Regions from separate parts of the Manis pentadactyla genome. Here region 1 is linked to region 2. Evidence: chromatin contacts called from public Hi-C data. All regions are on one chromosome and are shown on one strand. The core of a region is the stretch at or near the end of the contact, and the rest is flanking DNA. Distances in the headings are between cores, read along the strand shown. Region 1 holds the start of TLK1 (tousled like kinase 1). Region 2 holds the start of METTL8 (methyltransferase 8, tRNA N3-cytidine).

Region 1 (4,528 bases), core at 2,026-4,525, 280 kb after region 2:
CTCAATTCACAAAAAACACTCTCTCCAGGCTTTCCCCAATTCTCTCTAGGCAGGTTTACTGTATTCTCCTTCTACTTTTCAGTTACTCTTTTGTTTCCAGGCTGGTTTTCCCTCTGGGAATATTTCCCTTAGTAAGTTTGCCAAAATCCTCCTTCCAATGATCTTGCTTTTCTTGAGATTTCTCCTTCTTGAGAACACCTTCCCCACAGTGGCAGATGTTCCTTTCTGTTTGAATCTGGACTCTCCTGACTTTTTGTGTCTTTTCCTATTGTGCAAGCTATCACTATACCCATCCCATCTATTTCACTATCAAACATTTTTAGAAGCCAATGTGCAAGGTGTGGGGTAGCCTTTACTTACCGTTAAGTTTTCACTTCTCATAATCATTTTATGAAATTATGTATTTGCTCAACTTGTGTCCAGGCCTTTTTATGCTTAATTACTCAAGAAATACATGATTCATTGTACAAAGTTTGGAAAAGCATAAAGAAGGAAAGAATAATTACATAATCTCACAATCCAAGGCTAGCCAATATTAACTTCTTGGGATGCATCCTTGCAGTCATTTGTTATGCATATGTACAAACAGGCATCATATGTACTTTTTTGCTGGCTTGAAAATTTTATCATCTCTTTCAGTATTCTTTGAAAATGATTTTAAGTGACAGCATGACATACCATTTTCAGGCTAAAACAGTCTATTTAGTTCCATATTCTTAGCAGTTGCGGCCTTATAAGTATATTGTAACTACATCATAAACTACAAGAAAGCAGGAATCAATCACTTAATTGTCCTTCTTGGACAACACTCATAACAAAAATATATCTAAAGTAATTGGATTATGCTGTGATCTTTTAATTACCAATTAAAATAAAAAGAGTCAATCTGCATAAAATGTAACCCTGGCTGCTATGAAGGTTATCTGAAGCTCTGTAGAGTGGGAGGAAGATAACCTATCATCAGATCTCTGTGTAAGGTCTTGGAATTGGTAGAAGTGTTAGAGATCACCTAGTGACTCTCTTTTTAATAAATAAGGAAATTGAATCAACAAAGGTTGTAACTAGTTGAGACTAACACCTAGGTCTCTTGACTTCCTTCCTGTCCTAGCTCTTTTTACCACAATGAGCTAAGCTTACTTTTTTAAAATACAGAAGAGCACACATTTACCTACAAGTCCTTATAGGAACTGTTTCCCTTAGAGTACATGTACTTTGCTATAAAAATGTAATGGTAAAGTCTTAAGTATGTATTCAAGAGAAAGGAAAGCATACATCCACACACAGACTTGTACACAAACATTCATAGTAGCATTACTGGTCAAAAAGTGGAAATAACACAAATGTCCATCAACTGGTGAATGTATAAACAAAGTATGGTATATTCATACAATGGCATACTCATTTAAAAAAAGAAATAAACTATTGATAAATTCAACAATGTAGATGAATCTCAACATAATTATGTTGAGTAAAAGAAGCCAGACAAAATAAGTACAAACTGTATGATTCTGTTTGACTAAAATTCTGGGAAATGCAAATTAACCTAAGTAACAGAAAGTATATCTGTGGTTTCTTAGGGATGGGGGTGGAGTCAAAGAGGAACCTCAAAAGGGTAGAGGAAACTTTGGAGGCTAATGGATATATTCATTAATGTGATTGTAGAAATGGTTTCAGGAGTGTATACATGCCAAAACGTATCAAACTGTACACTTTAAATATGTGCAGCTTATATTGCATGTCAATTATATCTCACTAAAGCTGCTTAATTTGTGAGATATACCTCTTAAGTTTGAAAAAGAACATGACTAAAAAAAACTCCCTTAAGAATTTGTAGCCTAAGAAAACTAAAATTACTTCTGAAGATGGCAACGAAGGTTCTCTTCTTGTATGATAGTTTATCTGAATAAAACATTACTATGAGAAATGCAAAGTCATAAAAATGAAAGATAGAAATGACATTTTTGTCCCCCTGGTAATCATGCCATTTCCTCATGCCTCTACAGTTGCTCTATATCATAATCTTTTCAGTGCTCTATTCAATTTGGTTTCTTAAAAGGAGCAGTAACCTTGTTGTATTTTTCATTAAAGGGCTCTTTTCATGTACAAGGTTCCCAACCCCTGGTTGGTGTGTCTGTACATGTGTGGGTGTGTAGAAAACTACACTGTGTCTATAAATTTTAGCAAATGCTGTAATTTGCCTTGGGATTTTGTAGCCGGAACTCAACAACAGCACTGGAAACAAATTGGAACTTTCCAGAAACCATCCCTCTTCTACAAGATGAACACTAGTTTCCCTAAATATGTGCACTTCGTAATCAAAATTTTCTCTTTAGCTTTTCCACTTAGTTTTAAAACAAATAATTGTTATACCACACATACACTGCACGACACCGGTTAAGGTTTCTTTTTAGAAAATACATAAAGTTTTATTTGTATTCCCTTCCCCACCCGCCCAACTTATTTTCTTTGCTCGTTTACTTGGTAATCATTCTCATTCTGCAAACGGGGAGACGCACACAAGATTCTTTTGCACAGTAAGACGCAACTCTCAACTTTTCAGTTCCATTTTGAGAAATGATCACAACGAACTCCTTAGAAACAACGGCCCAGCGAGAGCAGAAGCATTTCTCCCAGGCTGGGTGTGGGTCGAGAGCCAAGCGCGCTTCCGAAGGAGAGAGGGGGAGTCAGGTGGCAACCGAGCGGGAGCCCAAGCCCAAGGCGCGGCGGGGGCGCGTACGGTGCGCGCCTCCCTCCGGCCGGAGCCGGGAGGCTGCCCCAGCGTCCGCGAGCCCGCCGGCCAAGGCTCCGGGGCCGCGCTGCGAGGCGCCGGGGAGCGGGGCGCTCGGCGCACCACCCCCAGCCCCCAGCCCTTAGCAGATCCCTCCCCCATGCCTGCTGCCGCGGCCGCCACTGCTACCGGAGGCGCAGGAGCCTCGCGATAGTGTTTGCACAGGCGGCGCGTGACGCCGCCGCCGCCTGAAACTGATGCAGAGGTTACCCCGCCGCCTCAGCCGCCACCCACTGCCCGCCGCCGCCACCCAGGCGACGCCGGGCGCCGACGCACTGCAGAGGTGCCGGCAGGTTCCGCTCGCGGAAGTCTCGGCCGGCGCAGCCCGCGCTCCGCCCGCGCCCCAGCGGACGCCCCCTCGACGCCTCCGCGCTCTCTGCCTCCGCCTCTTCCCCGGCGCGCCCTCCTGCTCCCTCGCGTCTCCCCCTTTCCCTCCTCCCCGTCCCCTCTCCTCCCCTCACCTCTTTCCCTGCTCACCTCCCCCTCTTGGTTTCCTCCCCTACCCCCTTGACTCTCCCCTCCCTGCCCTCGCTCTCCCGCTCGCCCTCAGCGCGGCCCCCGCCATGACGGAGGCGGGTGCCGGTGCCGTTGCCGCCGCTGCCGTCGCAGGGGGGGAGTCGGGTTCCCAGAAAGTAGCTTGATGAGTGTCCAAAGTAGCAGTGGAAGTTTGGAGGGGCCGCCATCTTGGTCCCAGCTCTCCACGTCTCCAACCCCGGGCTCGGCGGCGGCGGCCAGGTCCCTGCTGAATCACACGCCGCCATCTGGGAGACCCAGGGAAGGTAAGCACCGTCGCGCCCGCGCCCCCCGGGTCTCCTCCTGCCCGACCCCCGGTGGGGGATGGTGGCGAGGGGAGGGGAGGCCGCTGGGCGCCCGGGAGGTAGTGCGCTGGCTGTGGGTGGTGGTTCGCGGGTGGCGGAGGAGACGGCGAGGGGGTGCGCTCTGACGGGGACGGGGCGAGGCGTACAGCCTTGCCGGGGGTTCCTGAGAGCCAGTCCTGCTAGCGTGGTAAGTCTTGCCCTGGACGCGAGCCCCTTTCTGCTCCATTTACTAGTACACTCAGTACTCTTAACCTCCTGGCCTCTGGTCTCTGGTGGGTTTTCCCTCCCCGTTGAAGCATTCATCCTTGAGCCCCCTCCCCTTCCCTTTCGCACTCCTCCCATAGAGGCGGTCCTGGCCCTGCGAACCTTGCTGCCGGGGACCTGGAGGATGCCCACGGCTTGCAGGGTCTCTGCCCTTTGGGGAAAGCCTCTGAAATTATCAAAGCCGACTTTGATCCCCTGCTTGGCCTCCTAGAGCAATTTAAACGACAGACTGACTCGTGGGCAGGGTTTTTAAACCACCCCTCCAGATGGTTGCAACTTTCTCTGCTTCGCCATCACCTCCTCCTGCGTTTGTGTGTGCTCTCTCTACTGCAAGTAGGCTGCTGTTCTGACAGGGTCGCGAATTTTGTAGGAAATCTGCGTAAAGGTTACTGCAAACACGCACCAGCTCGGTTACAATTGTTTTCCAAGTTTTCTGGTTTCTTGCATGCAAGTGTGCTGCCACCAGATGTAGCAGTTACACAGCTAGTAAGACACAGGAGTGCTTATTGATACTAAAATTTCAACTTGCTGTATTTAACTTTAAGTATACGACATAAAAGGAAATTTGGGAGAACACGCGTTTATGGGGGGAAAATAAATGTGCATGGAATCATGTTTAAAGCTCTTTTGTCTGGAAAACGTTTAGCGGTAGTCATCA
Region 2 (4,613 bases), core at 48-2,547:
AGGGGACATTGGCATAGATAAGTAAATGTGGCAAAATCTTGGTTGTTTTGAATTTAGATAGTTGGTATAGTATACATACTATTCTCTACTTAAGCAAACTTGAAAATTTTCTCAGCAAACAAAGGCAAGTGCTTCCAAAACGAAACAGAAATTCTTCTCTAATTATTAGATACATGGCTGCCTTGACTTTGGTATCTTTCAAGAATAGAATACTTCATCATACTCTCAGCCATCTATCATTTTGCCTGCACTATATAAAGTAAGATTGTTTTAAATTAGCGTTTACGGACATGAAGCCAGGAACTTTAGATTTAGCAAAATTTTAAGCTACATGATGCATTTTACTCTCCTACTGTTATTTTGCACCTATTTTTCCATTCTGTTATTTCACTAAACACTAATGTAGGCATGTGGTTCCATACAAATTAGAGTTAAGATCAACAGCGAGGCGGATTACAGCAATAATTTTCACCAAAAGATACCTGCTAACACAGCACCGATAATTGTCAAAATATATTCTTCCTCTCTCATAGGCTATAGGTGACTTGGAATGAGTTGTCCACACATTCTTAAATTTAGTACTTTCCTGAAAGACACAAGAATTTCGGTTTAGGTAATAACTCATGAGCCTCTATCGTGTACCAAAATTTTAAGTTAAGACAGGTTTTACAGTTTTCCACGTAATCTCACATACGTTATTTAAATGCAGCATGTTCAATTCTTCCTCACTCTGCCCTGACGTTCGGGTTTTAGCGGGATGACTAACTTCTAGAGATTGCTTGCAGGAAGACATAAGCAGCTTAAAACTAAAAACATACGGATTCCCTATTAATAACTATTTACAAATCCCCCAGGTTCAGCGCCTGGATCCCACTACCCGTCGCATGTTATCTTCTTAAGAGAGGGCTGTAACGCGTAAAAACTGCAGCTCAATAGTTACAGTATTGATTGCGGTCGCGCTCTGCCCTTAGTCGCGGTCCCAGCCGGCGGGCCGTCACCTGGCACACCAGCGCCCGCAGGATGCCCAGGTTCGTCCTCTGCACCACGCCTGCGTCGCGCGAGAAACAGCCCAAAGCCCGGCGACTCAGCCGGCGGCACACGTTGGGCTTCTGCGTCGGGCCCATGGCGGCGCGGGGTTGCTGTACGAAGAGGGCAGCGCCCCGCACTCTCGCGCTGAGCAGCGGCCTCTGCCTCCGAACCTCCAGGCCCCGGTTCTCTGAGGCGCACCGGAAAAGCTAACACGTGGAGCGGGACGGGAGACGTACGGCAGAGGGCCCAGGGAAATCGGAGCAGGGAGATCCGCCGAACGCGGAGAGGGAGGGAAAGACCACGCCCACCCGGCTGACCCCTCAAGCCCCCTAGCGATCTGGAGCCGGCAGCGGACAGGACAATGCTACGTCCCCGTAAGGCGAGGCCTGCTGGAGGCTGTCCCTCACCGGGAAATGTAGTTCCCAGCGCCATCTGAGAGAGACTGTTTCTTTTCCCAGAACTACACTTCCCGTCAGGCGTCGGGCACGAGGGCGCAACCAGGCCCCGCCCCAGCTCGTCGCTCCTCCCCCGCGCGGGAGCCCTGGAGGCGCTGTGCTTCCACCTCATGGTCTCTGTTCGCTGTGAGCGCCCTGCGCTAGGGGGTCTGCCTCTTGCTGCTGCGAGATCCCCGCGCCTTTCAGCCCCAGACTTCTGCTCTGGGAGCTGGCGGGGTGCCGAGAGGGGTGCTGTGTCCAGTGTGATCTCCCAAAGCAGCGTCCTGTGCAAAAGGTACGCCCCACGGCTTTCCCTCCAGTCTCACGTTGGATATTGTGGATGAGGTTGACGGCTAAACATTTTGGGTCTATAAACACTTTGCTTTTGTATGAGTCAGTGGTGGAGGATGCTGTCATTCCCACCAAACTAGGGTTGAATTAGTTTTTCCCAGAGGGCCGCCCTTCTGTGGCCTGCGGGAACACAAACTGTTTTTGCTTTAAGTGCTGCATTTTCCTTCCTGTCGTCTTTTTTTTTTTTTTATTAATTTCTCCGTAATGGGAAGAAAATATGAAATGGATACATTCTTACTGCACTAAGATAGGATAACTGTTAACCAGCTCTGCCTGTAGGGTCAACGTTCTCTCCGCACCACATTTTCCGTAATCAAGCACCAGCGGTGTCTCGTTGCTTTGCTGTTAAGTCCCCTGAGGGTGGTATCTTTGCATCTCCCACGTGGGCTTGTCATGCAAACTCTGGGAAGTGATCTCATCTGACTGAGAGCAAAAAATGCATTACTAGGTGAGTGCGTTGGATCACAGTGTAAATGTTCAGTAAAAATTTGTCGTATCTTTTAAACTCTTCACAGCCTGGGCTTTTGCTGATTTTTCAGGACTTATTTGCAGGGTAATGTGGAGTGCTTTGTATATTTTTAGAGAGTGCTGTAATAGTTAATTTGGTAATTCATGAATGCAGCTGTCACTGAGAAAACTGAGATCCAGAAAATACAAATTTTCTTTGGCTGAAATGAAATTCAAATCATTTCTGAATTGAATCCATCATCTCTCTTTTTCTCCTTCCCTTTCACCCCCACCTGTTTATCTTCCTGTGGTCTTTATCTCACCACCAAGTCACCCAAAGGACATTCTGATTGCCCTTCTTTTCCTCACACAACCAAGTTCTTTTGATTCTAACTTTTATCCATCTGTTCTGTGGCCTGTGGGGACATAACCCCTGGCCTCACCATTTTATCACATTATTGTATTAGGTAGCCTTTTTTCTGTCTTACTTAAATATTTTTAATTCCAAACCTTAATACTGCTGCTGGAGTGATTTTTCTAAAACACAAATCTCTCCTTTCCCTATTTTAAAATCTTTTAGTGGTTCCCAACCACCCAGAGCAGAATTTCTCAAACCCAAATAGATACCCAGGATTCTTTATTGTTAGCTTAAAATATATTCAGTATGTTAAATATATGCAAATATAAAACTATATATAGACTCCTTATGTTTCATCTTTTATACAACTGTTAAGTCCCAAAGAGTTATAAGTCAAATGAGGCAAAGCTATAAAACAAATAAATTCAAATGAATACTTATACATTGTTTCTAATGAGACTGTTTTTGCTGGATCTAACATGCTCCAAGAGTCAATGTTCACTGTCCTCCATGTCGTGATATCCTTACAGAAAGGCCTGTCTGTATTGTCCTTGTGTTGAGAGATTACTCAATGCACTTACCTCTTTTCTTTATTTAAACCACTGCAAAAACTTTCTTTGTTCAGTGTCATGATTTCACTTGACCTTAATTTGACAAACGTCATTTACATAGTCTCCATTTCTCTCATTAGCCCATGGCAATGACAAATGGCTCCACTTGTTTGCCTGTGCACACCTGAACACAAGTGTGTGAACTGAAATCTTGTGACAGTAGTCAAAAGAGTGTATATTTTGTATTGTGTAACAGATTACCACAAATTCAGCAGCTTAAACCAACACCAATTTATTATCCCTAATTTTTTCTCCCTACATTCTTGAATAACCCTAGAACCAGTTATTGAAGGGTCCCTCATTTCTCCACACATCTGCAGTGGTGACTCTGTTGTATGTCAAGTTTACATCATAGTCTTATTCATGTTTATCATTGGAATTCCTCTAATATTTCACCATTAAGGATGATAGTGTAGATTTTTGGTGGCTACCCTTTTTTTTTGTTATCATTAATCTACAATTACATGAGAAACATTACGTTTACTAGACTCCCCCCGTCACCAAGTCCCCACCACATACCCCATTACAGTCACTGTCCATCAGCATAGCAAGGTGCCATAGAATCACCGCTTGTCCTCTCCGTGCTGTACAGCCCTCCCCGTGCCCCTACACACACACTATACATGCTAATCATAATGCCCCCTTTCTTTGTTCCCCCCCTTATCCCTCCCTTCCCAACCATCCTCCCCAGTCCCTTTCCCCTTGGCAAATGTTAGTCCATTCTTGGGTTCTGTGAGTCTGCTGCTGTTTTGCTCCTTCAGTTTTTTCCTTTGTTCTTATACTCCACAGATGAGTGAAATCATTTGGTACTTGTCTTTCTCCACCTGGCTTATTTCACTGAGCATAATACCCTCTAGCTCCATCCATGTTGTTGCAAATGGTAGGATTTGTTTTCCTCTTATGGCTGAATAATACTCCATTGTGTATATGTACCACATCTTTATCCATTCAGCTACTGATAGACACTTAGGTTGCTTCCATTTCTTGGCTATTGTAAATAGTGCTGTGATAAACATAGGGGTACATATATCTTTTTCAAACTGGGCTGCTGCGATCTTAGGGTAAATTCCAAGGAGTGGAATTCCTGGGTCAAATGGTATTTCTGTTTTTAGTTTTTTGAGGAACCTCCATATTGCTTTCCACAATGGTTGAGCTAATTTACATTCCCACCAGCAGTGTAGGAGGGTTCCCCTTTCTCCACAACCTCGCCAACATTTGTTGTTGTTTGTCTTTAGGATGGTGGCGATCCTTACTGGTGTGAGGTGATATCTAATTGTGGTTTTCATTTGCATTTCTCTGATGACTAGCGATGTGGAGCATCTTTTCATGTGTCTGTTGGCCATCTGAATTTCTTTGGAGAACTGTCTGTTCAGCTCCTCTGCC

Evidence for each region. Hi-C and Micro-C count contacts between places; a contact is called where the count stands out from the background.
Region 1: a contact with region 2 is called in a Hi-C map of skin fibroblasts, with 5 times the contacts expected there. The contact joins the promoter of TLK1 here to the promoter of METTL8 in region 2. A contact is called at or near these places in 2 of 3 Hi-C or Micro-C datasets (fibroblasts and skin fibroblasts).

Annotation. Positions count from the first base shown.
Region 1 is chr6:65,063,997-65,068,524 of mManPen7.hap1, forward strand. TLK1 (tousled like kinase 1) reads left to right here and starts at 3,276. Exons shown (of 21, transcript XM_036917804.2): 1 at 3,276-3,567. The coding sequence starts at 3,429.
Region 2 is chr6:64,789,466-64,794,078 of mManPen7.hap1, forward strand. It overlaps METTL8 (methyltransferase 8, tRNA N3-cytidine), which reads left to right and starts at 1,298. Exons shown (of 8, transcript XM_057503916.1): 1 at 1,298-1,758. It overlaps DCAF17 (DDB1 and CUL4 associated factor 17), which reads right to left and starts at 1,215. Exons shown (of 13, transcript XM_057503914.1): 1 at 999-1,215; 2 at 483-586. The coding sequence starts at 1,124.